Linked DNA regions of Pan troglodytes: region 2 is linked to region 1. The links are chromatin contacts, called in public Hi-C maps. All regions are on one chromosome and are shown on one strand. Each heading gives the region's core, a stretch centred on a gene start, on an enhancer-like site or on the middle of the called end of the contact. The rest is flanking DNA. Distances are from core to core; before and after follow the strand shown.

The links. A called contact is a pair of places that touch in the nucleus more often than the background predicts.
Region 2: a Hi-C map of stem cell-derived neural progenitor cells shows a contact between it and region 1, with 2.4 times the contacts expected there. The contact joins the promoter of VLDLR here to the enhancer-like site in region 1. A contact is called at or near these places in 1 of 7 Hi-C or Micro-C datasets (stem cell-derived neural progenitor cells) and 1 of 1 datasets of contacts at active chromatin or transcription factors (stem cell-derived excitatory neurons).

What each region holds. Positions count from the first base shown.
Region 1 is chr11:113,119,232-113,122,942 of NHGRI_mPanTro3-v2.0_pri, reverse strand. PUM3 (pumilio RNA binding family member 3) reads right to left here. Exons shown (of 18, transcript XM_009456263.4): 15 at 3,689-3,711; 16 at 2,672-2,759; 17 at 167-257. Among named protein-coding and RNA genes, the nearest start is that of PUM3, 34 kb to the right of the region's middle. Within about 2 kb of position 2,137, at least 5 of the 24 cell types and tissues checked have an H3K27ac peak or open chromatin away from gene starts, as enhancers often do. A contact at or near this core is called in stem cell-derived neural progenitor cells, where this site is marked.
Region 2 is chr11:113,309,317-113,313,027 of NHGRI_mPanTro3-v2.0_pri, reverse strand. VLDLR (very low density lipoprotein receptor) reads left to right here and starts at 1,965. Exons shown (of 18, transcript XM_063788009.1): 1 at 1,965-2,979. The coding sequence starts at 1,980.

The sequences.
Region 1 (3,711 bases), core at 888-3,387:
AGTTACATTTGCTTTCTAATATTTGGTATGCTTGTCTAGACCATGAGTGACTGGGAGTAATATTAGACTACTGAGAACAAATATTAGAACTGAGAAATCAATGTGAAGGAAGTGTGTCTTTTGCATGACCAGGCCCTGCTCAGAGAAGGGCACATGTTATACATACCTAGAAAGAATAATGGCACCTCGATTTACACTAGCCCAGGACTTCAGGTTCTTCATACCAACATGCTCTACAAGTGTTTTTGCAAAACAACCTGTAAAATATACTGAAGCTTAGTGAACATCACATAATAAGATATATACTCCCTACCCCCTTCTCTACTGCCCTTAAATCTGCAAATATTTTTAAATAAAAAAGCTAACAAAAGTAGCTTTCACCCAATCTCCCTTTTAACACAAAAAATTCCAGTGCAGGTTTATCTAATGCATTTCTAAAAGAGCCATTTCTTTTAACTCTGATTCAAAACCTAAGCTATGTTTAGCAGTAATTACTCAAGATAAACTATGAATTCTAATAAAACACTCACTTGGTTATGTCTGCATTTCTTTGTATTATTTAATGATTTAACTTTGACCTGAAAGCTATTCAGGAAATAAATGTTTCACAGTAGCACCTCATGCTTGGTTGAAATCAAGTTCTTCCTCATGGAGAAATGCTCACTCAGAAGGTGCCATGAACATAACACAGTGTTCACGTGTTCAACAGTGGTTGATAAATGACTGTTCTAGCTTAAACTTGGCATTTCTCTTTACAACGCTTACATACTCACAAATCAAAAATATCATTTGTCTCCCGTTAGTCTAGTATTTGATTCCCAAGGTCTTGGTATTATCTTTTTCACTTTGCAATTAATGCTTGGACAAAGGAGAAATTCCGATAGCTAAGATTTAGTGCAGATGGAGGTAGGGACAACCTATCTTGAAGGCAAACATCATAGTCAGGTAGTATGTACTATATAATTCATTCAAAGATACCTGAATGTAAGGACTCTTTAAAAGCCAAGAGGCCTATGGCTATTCAGCCTTTCATGGTACCTGCTAAAGAGGGACAGAGTTCAGCTAGTGAGGCAAATTGTTTTCCAAAGCGGACCACAATAATATCTCCTGTCCTGTGTGCTCTTCTAGAATGCAGCCACTCCCCCATCTATAGGGGGAATCCATGTCTTCTTTTGAATCACAGTGGGCCTCTGTGATTGACTTGACCAAGACAGTATGATGAAAGTGGCATTAAATGACTGCTAAGGATAAATCATGGAAGTGCCACACATTTACTTTGTTCTCTTGGGATGCTCACTCTTAAAAAAGCAATCACCATCTCGTGAAGGAGCCCAAGCAGCCTAGAAAGGGAAACTGAGGCTGTTGGTCCCCAGCCAACAGTCAGTACTCACTTGCCAGCCATGTGAGTGAGTTAAGCGAAAAGTGGACACTCCAACCACAAACTGAGCAGCCCTAGATGACTCTGACTCTGAGCATAGAGTGGCAAGCTCCACCAGACCCTGATCAAGTCATTGTTTTGAAAACTACTAAGTTTTAAGGTGGCTACTATCCAGTAAAAGAGAATCAAAACAGCTAGACGTGCAGGAGGACAAACTCATTTGGTGCTGAATACGACAAGACAAACACATCAGACCCAAACAGGCAGATTTTAGGGGTGTCAGCACATTTTAATTAAGAGGGAGAAAAACCACTGGACATTAAGCCAGACTACTTTTCTGGCATAAACTCAACTATACATCAACTTTTTAATAATGAAAAAGTTTATTCCATATGTTATTTTTTTCTTTAATATTTATCACAAGGCTTCTCTTTTACAAAAAAATTTAGTGAAAAATAGCCCCAGGTCCCCATTCTTAAAGGTAAAGTGAGAAGTGACAGCTCTACTGCTATACTGATTGCCTCACTAGCCATTAGAGCTGCCACTTGCCGCAAGACATGAATTCATGATCTGTCACTTTTTTCCAGACATTGTAATGAAAAGCCCAAACTGTTTTAACTCAGTAGGGGAAAAAAATCTCTCCAGTGGTTTAAATACCAGATGGAATTTGGATTTTGTAAGTGAAGGTCTGGTTGGAGATAGGACTGAGAGGGGAATGGCATGCAAATGCTAATGCTGTCCTTCTCTAGAGAGCTGAGTTTCTACAGAGCAGCTGTAAGGCTTACAAAAAACCAGAAAGCGCCAAAGACTGGCTTACTCTTTGGTCACATGTATTTCAATGCCAAATAAACAGGCACTAGTCCAAAACTCTCTTACGAGGATAATCTTCTTCTGCTTATTCTTTCTTCAAACATAGAGATAAATGTCATGCCTTTCTACTGAGGTAATGATACTCAACAATTGGGGCCCCCTACCCCTCTCACCATCCTCATTAGAATGGCATTTTAAGGCATTGACCAAGCCAGGTTAGAAGCCTGCAGCAGCACAGGAAGGAAAACAGAGAGAGTGAGGGGTCGGTGGAAAAAAGAAAATTAAAAGAGTTCTCAGGCACAAATATTTCTAGGGGAAAAAGCATTACCAGCAACCACTGAATCATTTCTTATTCACAGACACCATTTCTAGACACTTGACAAACTTCATTTGAGCTTAAATGGCTGGTATAAAGTTCAGGGATGCCAGGAGTTACTGGAATTCCACATGAGATACAAGAAAAGGTCAAATTTCATAGCCTACCTTCTCTCCCATTTTCTTTCATCTTTTTATCTTGCTCTATTAACCACTTCAGAACTAGATGTCCTGCAGGATGTTCTGCAATGTGAAGCTATGAAGGGTCAAGAACAGTTCATTTTAAAAGTTGTTTTCATTCATGCAAATACATTTGAACGAATACATACAATTTATGCCACCACATACAGATAAGGACTCAGCCACTTTTAAAGTTCCACAGGCTTAAGAGGTCTTTATCTAGGACAACCATCATACCTGGGGGGACCACAGATCTATTCTAATCCCCAGACTGAAAGACAGTTATGCCAGATAACACAGCCACTGCACAGTGCTTCAGTCTCAGCTTCATGAAATCTGCTCTGAACAGTAGCAGCACAAGGCTCATCTTAATGCTAATCACGTCTTGGATTGAAATATGTCATTCTCAGACACAAATAAACCTACAGGACAGAACACTATAGCACAAACATCAAAACCCAATGCTGCATGCTGTTTAAGTACACATGACCACCTAAGGGGATTACCTGATGAGCGAATCAAGAAAGCATCTTTTCAGCTCAACCTTACTCCTCTTCAAGAGCAATACCAAGCGTTCCCAGTTATTTGGGCTACTCCTTAGCAAGTATGGGAGGCAACCGGCTCAGTCTCCTTATAGAGAAACTTTCAAGGTACATTCATCTTTCCCATTTGTTATTATGGTCAGGAGCCAGGGCTTCTCTAAGATCCATGGCCCACTTCTCTTCCCCAGTCTCAGGTGTCAGAAGCACCTTGGGCACTCAATACTTGGCAATGATTTCATTCATAAGCAAATTCACATCTGTAAAACATTCCCAAGTGCCAGGCTCTGACCCAGATGGTTAGAGAAAATTAAAGATGAATGTAATTGCTGCTGTGAGAGGTTCTTGGTTGTTTATTCAAAAGGTATCTCCCTCCCCAGCTTTCTTACTGATACCCCACATCCTCCAAAAACGAAGTTTTTGTGGCCTTTGCAGCTTTCCTGCCTGTGCTTTAGTGGCACATTACCTCTCCGTCCTTGCCACCAGGAT
Region 2 (3,711 bases), core at 716-3,215, 190 kb before region 1:
CACTTCTGTATGCCCACTACTTTGCACAGTGCCCGCTAGCCAGGGATGCTCAGTATGTGTTGCTTCAACAAATAAATGAATGTGGTGGATTGTAGGAGTGAATGGGATTGCCTCTGCATTTACCTGAAGGCATCGGGAATCCAGCAGTGTCAACTTCTCTGAACCCAGTTAGTTCAACCATTTCAGTCTCCACTTATGATCAATTACCTCTGTTAGTTCAACCACTTCAATATCCACTTATCGTCATCTTTTTAGTTATTAGCTACTTTCTATCATAATCCAATGAATTTCTCCATACAACCTTTTTCTTCTAATAAACAACACCTTGCAGAGAGCTGGTCCTTGAGGCCACGGAGCACTTTGATATAATGTGGGTTGGCTTTCTTTTCAGTTTACAGGCCAAAAGGCAGACACAGAGAGGCACAGTGATTTTTCCCAAGTTACACAGTCAATCAGAGATGGAGCCAAAAGTTATGCTTTCTTTTGAGTCAACAAAAAAGCTACAGGATTGAATACAGAGCTGCAGCTAAGTTCACTGAAAGTTTATTTATATCCCTTGGAGAATTAGAAAGTACTCACACACGTTTTTCAAAGTTAAGTCTTATTATACCATAACAATGTATAGCTTGTAGTATACCTATATCTGAGTAAAGTATTAAAAACAAATCATATGACTGTTTATTAATGCTGCCTCTTTTTGTATTGATTCCACCCATCCCTTCTACTCCTTTCCTCTTCTGTAAAGCAATAGCTCATCAGATGGCATTTCAGAACCCTGAGAATATGAAAGACATCATGCAGTAAGGTTTTCGTGTCACATCTCAATGCCATTAGGTGAATAACACCGGCATGCATCTTCACTACTAAATGTCATACAAATAAATTTTAGTTGTTTCACATGCAACCTGTGTGGCTGCTGCAGTTTGTATCAACTATGTAACCACAGGGTGGGCAAAATAGCATTCAAAATGAGCTATAGTGCAAGATCCCATCCATACGTAGAGTTAAGCCCTTTCATGCTTAGCAGTCACAATCAGGATATCTTTGGCCCACGGAAACCTATCCTGACTGGAATTTTCCTCTCCTGTGTGTCTCCTGGATATACTAAGTTCCTAATAAACATCTCCTCTGATTGCTAGCCTTAACAAATTTCCAGGAGAAGCAGGGCAAGGAGAAGACAGTGAGGCAGTGCCCGCTGCTCTTCAGATCACCAACAGAATAGAGTCAGAATATGATATTATTGAAACCTTCCAAGTTTGAATTAAGATAAAAACAACTTTTTAAAAATACCAAAAACCTTTTATTTAAGAGAGTGAAAGCGCTCGATGTGCCCTCCCACTCCGGTTAGATGCTTAACAGACCACAGCAGACGATGCACCTCAACCAGGGCTAAGTGTGCAAGAAAACTGAAGTACACAGAAAGCAAATTATAGACTCAGGTACTGTCAGGCACAAAAGAAGAATCAACCCTTTCTAGGAGTCTTGTCTTTGCTTCCTTTATTCTTTCCTCGATTCTTGTAATTGAATGTTACAAAGTATATCAAGAGGAATAAACGTATGGGGCCCCTCTCTTCCAAACAAGAAAAGGTTAAGCTTTTAATTACAGGCCCTCAAACTATCATTTTGTGCAATTAGCAATTAACTATAATCGTTGATGAGCAAATGCAAAGCTGCGCTAGCAATTTCCCTTCTCCTCATCCCAGGCTGGGTTATTTCAGTCTTGTTCTATTACAGAGCACCAGCCACAACCGCGCGCACTCTCTTTCAAACACACACACTCTCTCACTTAAAGACACATTTAGTTTTTAGCAAAATGGCATCTCAGCGTGCGATTGAGACCGGCATCCCAAACCCCACATTTGAGCAGCCCAAACGTTTGGAGCCCCTCCGCTTCATCACTTTCTGAGTGGATAGAGGAGGCCCGAAGGAGATGCTACCTACCAGCCTCTCTCAGGGGCGCAGGAGAGGGTGGTAGAGAGATGCTTGTTGCCCCTGGAAACTGCAAGTACCCCCCAGGTGCACGCCCCGTTAGTGGGGAGGCGGTGGCAATAGCAACGATAGTTGCATCAGCGCTAACTGCTGCTGCTGCTGCATGTTCTGCTGGAGGCTGCCGGGAGGGTACAGTAATGACTGTAGGGAGCGCACAGCTGCTGCGGCGGCAGGTTCCCTGGATCAGGAAATTAGGGCAGGCACCGGGGATTGGAGGCGAGGGCGGTGCGCGAGCCAACCAGCGGCCGCCCCGGGCCCCCGTGAGCGCCAGGCCAAAGCGCGGAGCAGCCGGGCCCCTAGAGCAGTCCGGGTGGCGGCGGCCGCGGCCACGACCACGGTCACTCACGCGCGCTCACACTCGCACACTCCCCGCGCGGGCACCCGGCTGCCCGGCGCGTGTAAGAGGAGCGCGTCGAGGGAAAGGAGGGCTGAAGCCGCCGCGCTCCCGCCCGCCCGCCGCGCCTCCCGTTGACCACTCCCCCTCCCGCCCCCTCCCCGCTCCTCACCCCGCTCTCCAGCCGCCGCCGCTGTGGGTGCTCCGCTACCGGCTCCTCTCTGTTCTGTCCTCTCTTCTGCTCTCGGCTCCCCACCCCCTCTCCCTTCCCTCCTCTCCCCTTGCCTCCCCTCCTCTGCAGCGCCTGCATTATTTTCTGCCCGCAGGCTCGGCTTGCACTGCTGCTGCAGCCCGGGGAGGTGGGTGGGTGGGTGGGTGGGTTGGTGGGGAGGAGATTGTGCAAGTTGTAGGGGAGGGGGTGCCCTCTTCTTCCCCGCTCCCTTCCCCCCCCAACTCCTTCCCCCTCCTTCTCCCCCTTTCCCCTCCCCGCCCCCACCTTCTTCCTCCTTTCGGAAGGGCTGGTAACTTGTTGTGCGGAGCGAACGGCGGCGGCGGCACCATCCAGGCGGGCACCATGGGCACGTCCGCGCTCTGGGCGCTCTGGCTGCTGCTCGCGCTGTGCTGGGCGCCCCGGGAGAGCGGCGCCACCGGAACCGGTGAGTGAGGACGCGCCCCTCGGCCGGCGGGCGGGACCCAGCCGGGGCGCCGGGAGACCCCGAGGCGCAGGTCTCCGTTTGCCCACCCGCCTCCTAGGAGGCGCCTCTCGGTTCTCCTCGCCTTCTCTCCCTCCCCTCCGTGGTGGCGCCTCTGAGCTGTCAGCGCCGAGGCTAAAGGGAGCCGGGCTTGGGGAACAGTGGGGTTCGGGGTGTCCTGACGCCTCGCCCGAACTAGTCTTCGATCCGTCACACCGCCTGCCCCAAAGCCGCTGCTTTGCCTCGTTTCTCGCCCTCTTGACAGGGGCTGAGGTATGTCGGCTTCTGAGCACTGAACAATGGTTCTGCCGCCTCTGCCAGGCGGAGGGTTAGGAAGGAGGCAGAGGGCCAAGACGTGTGCGGCAGCCTCGGGCGCACCCCTCGAAGCTCAGGGAGTGTGGGAGCGGACGGTGGGAGAAGGTGAGCGCCTCCGGGGACGCGGAGCGCAGGTGCCGGCCGGGGTGCAGAGCCTTCCGGCGGCCGTGAGCTGGGCACGTTCGGTGGGCGGCAGCCGGGAGGCCCCGCGGAGCCGAGGGCAGTGCGCAGCCCGCGCACCCAGACCGCGACTCCCCCGGCGCGGGGCCGCCTCTCCGGCGTGCGGGGTAGGGGAGGAGCGGGGCTTTACGCAGGACTCTCCTCTGGGTGCTTCTGCTCTCCCTTTTGCACGCCTCGGGCGGCATTTGGAAACCTCTCGGG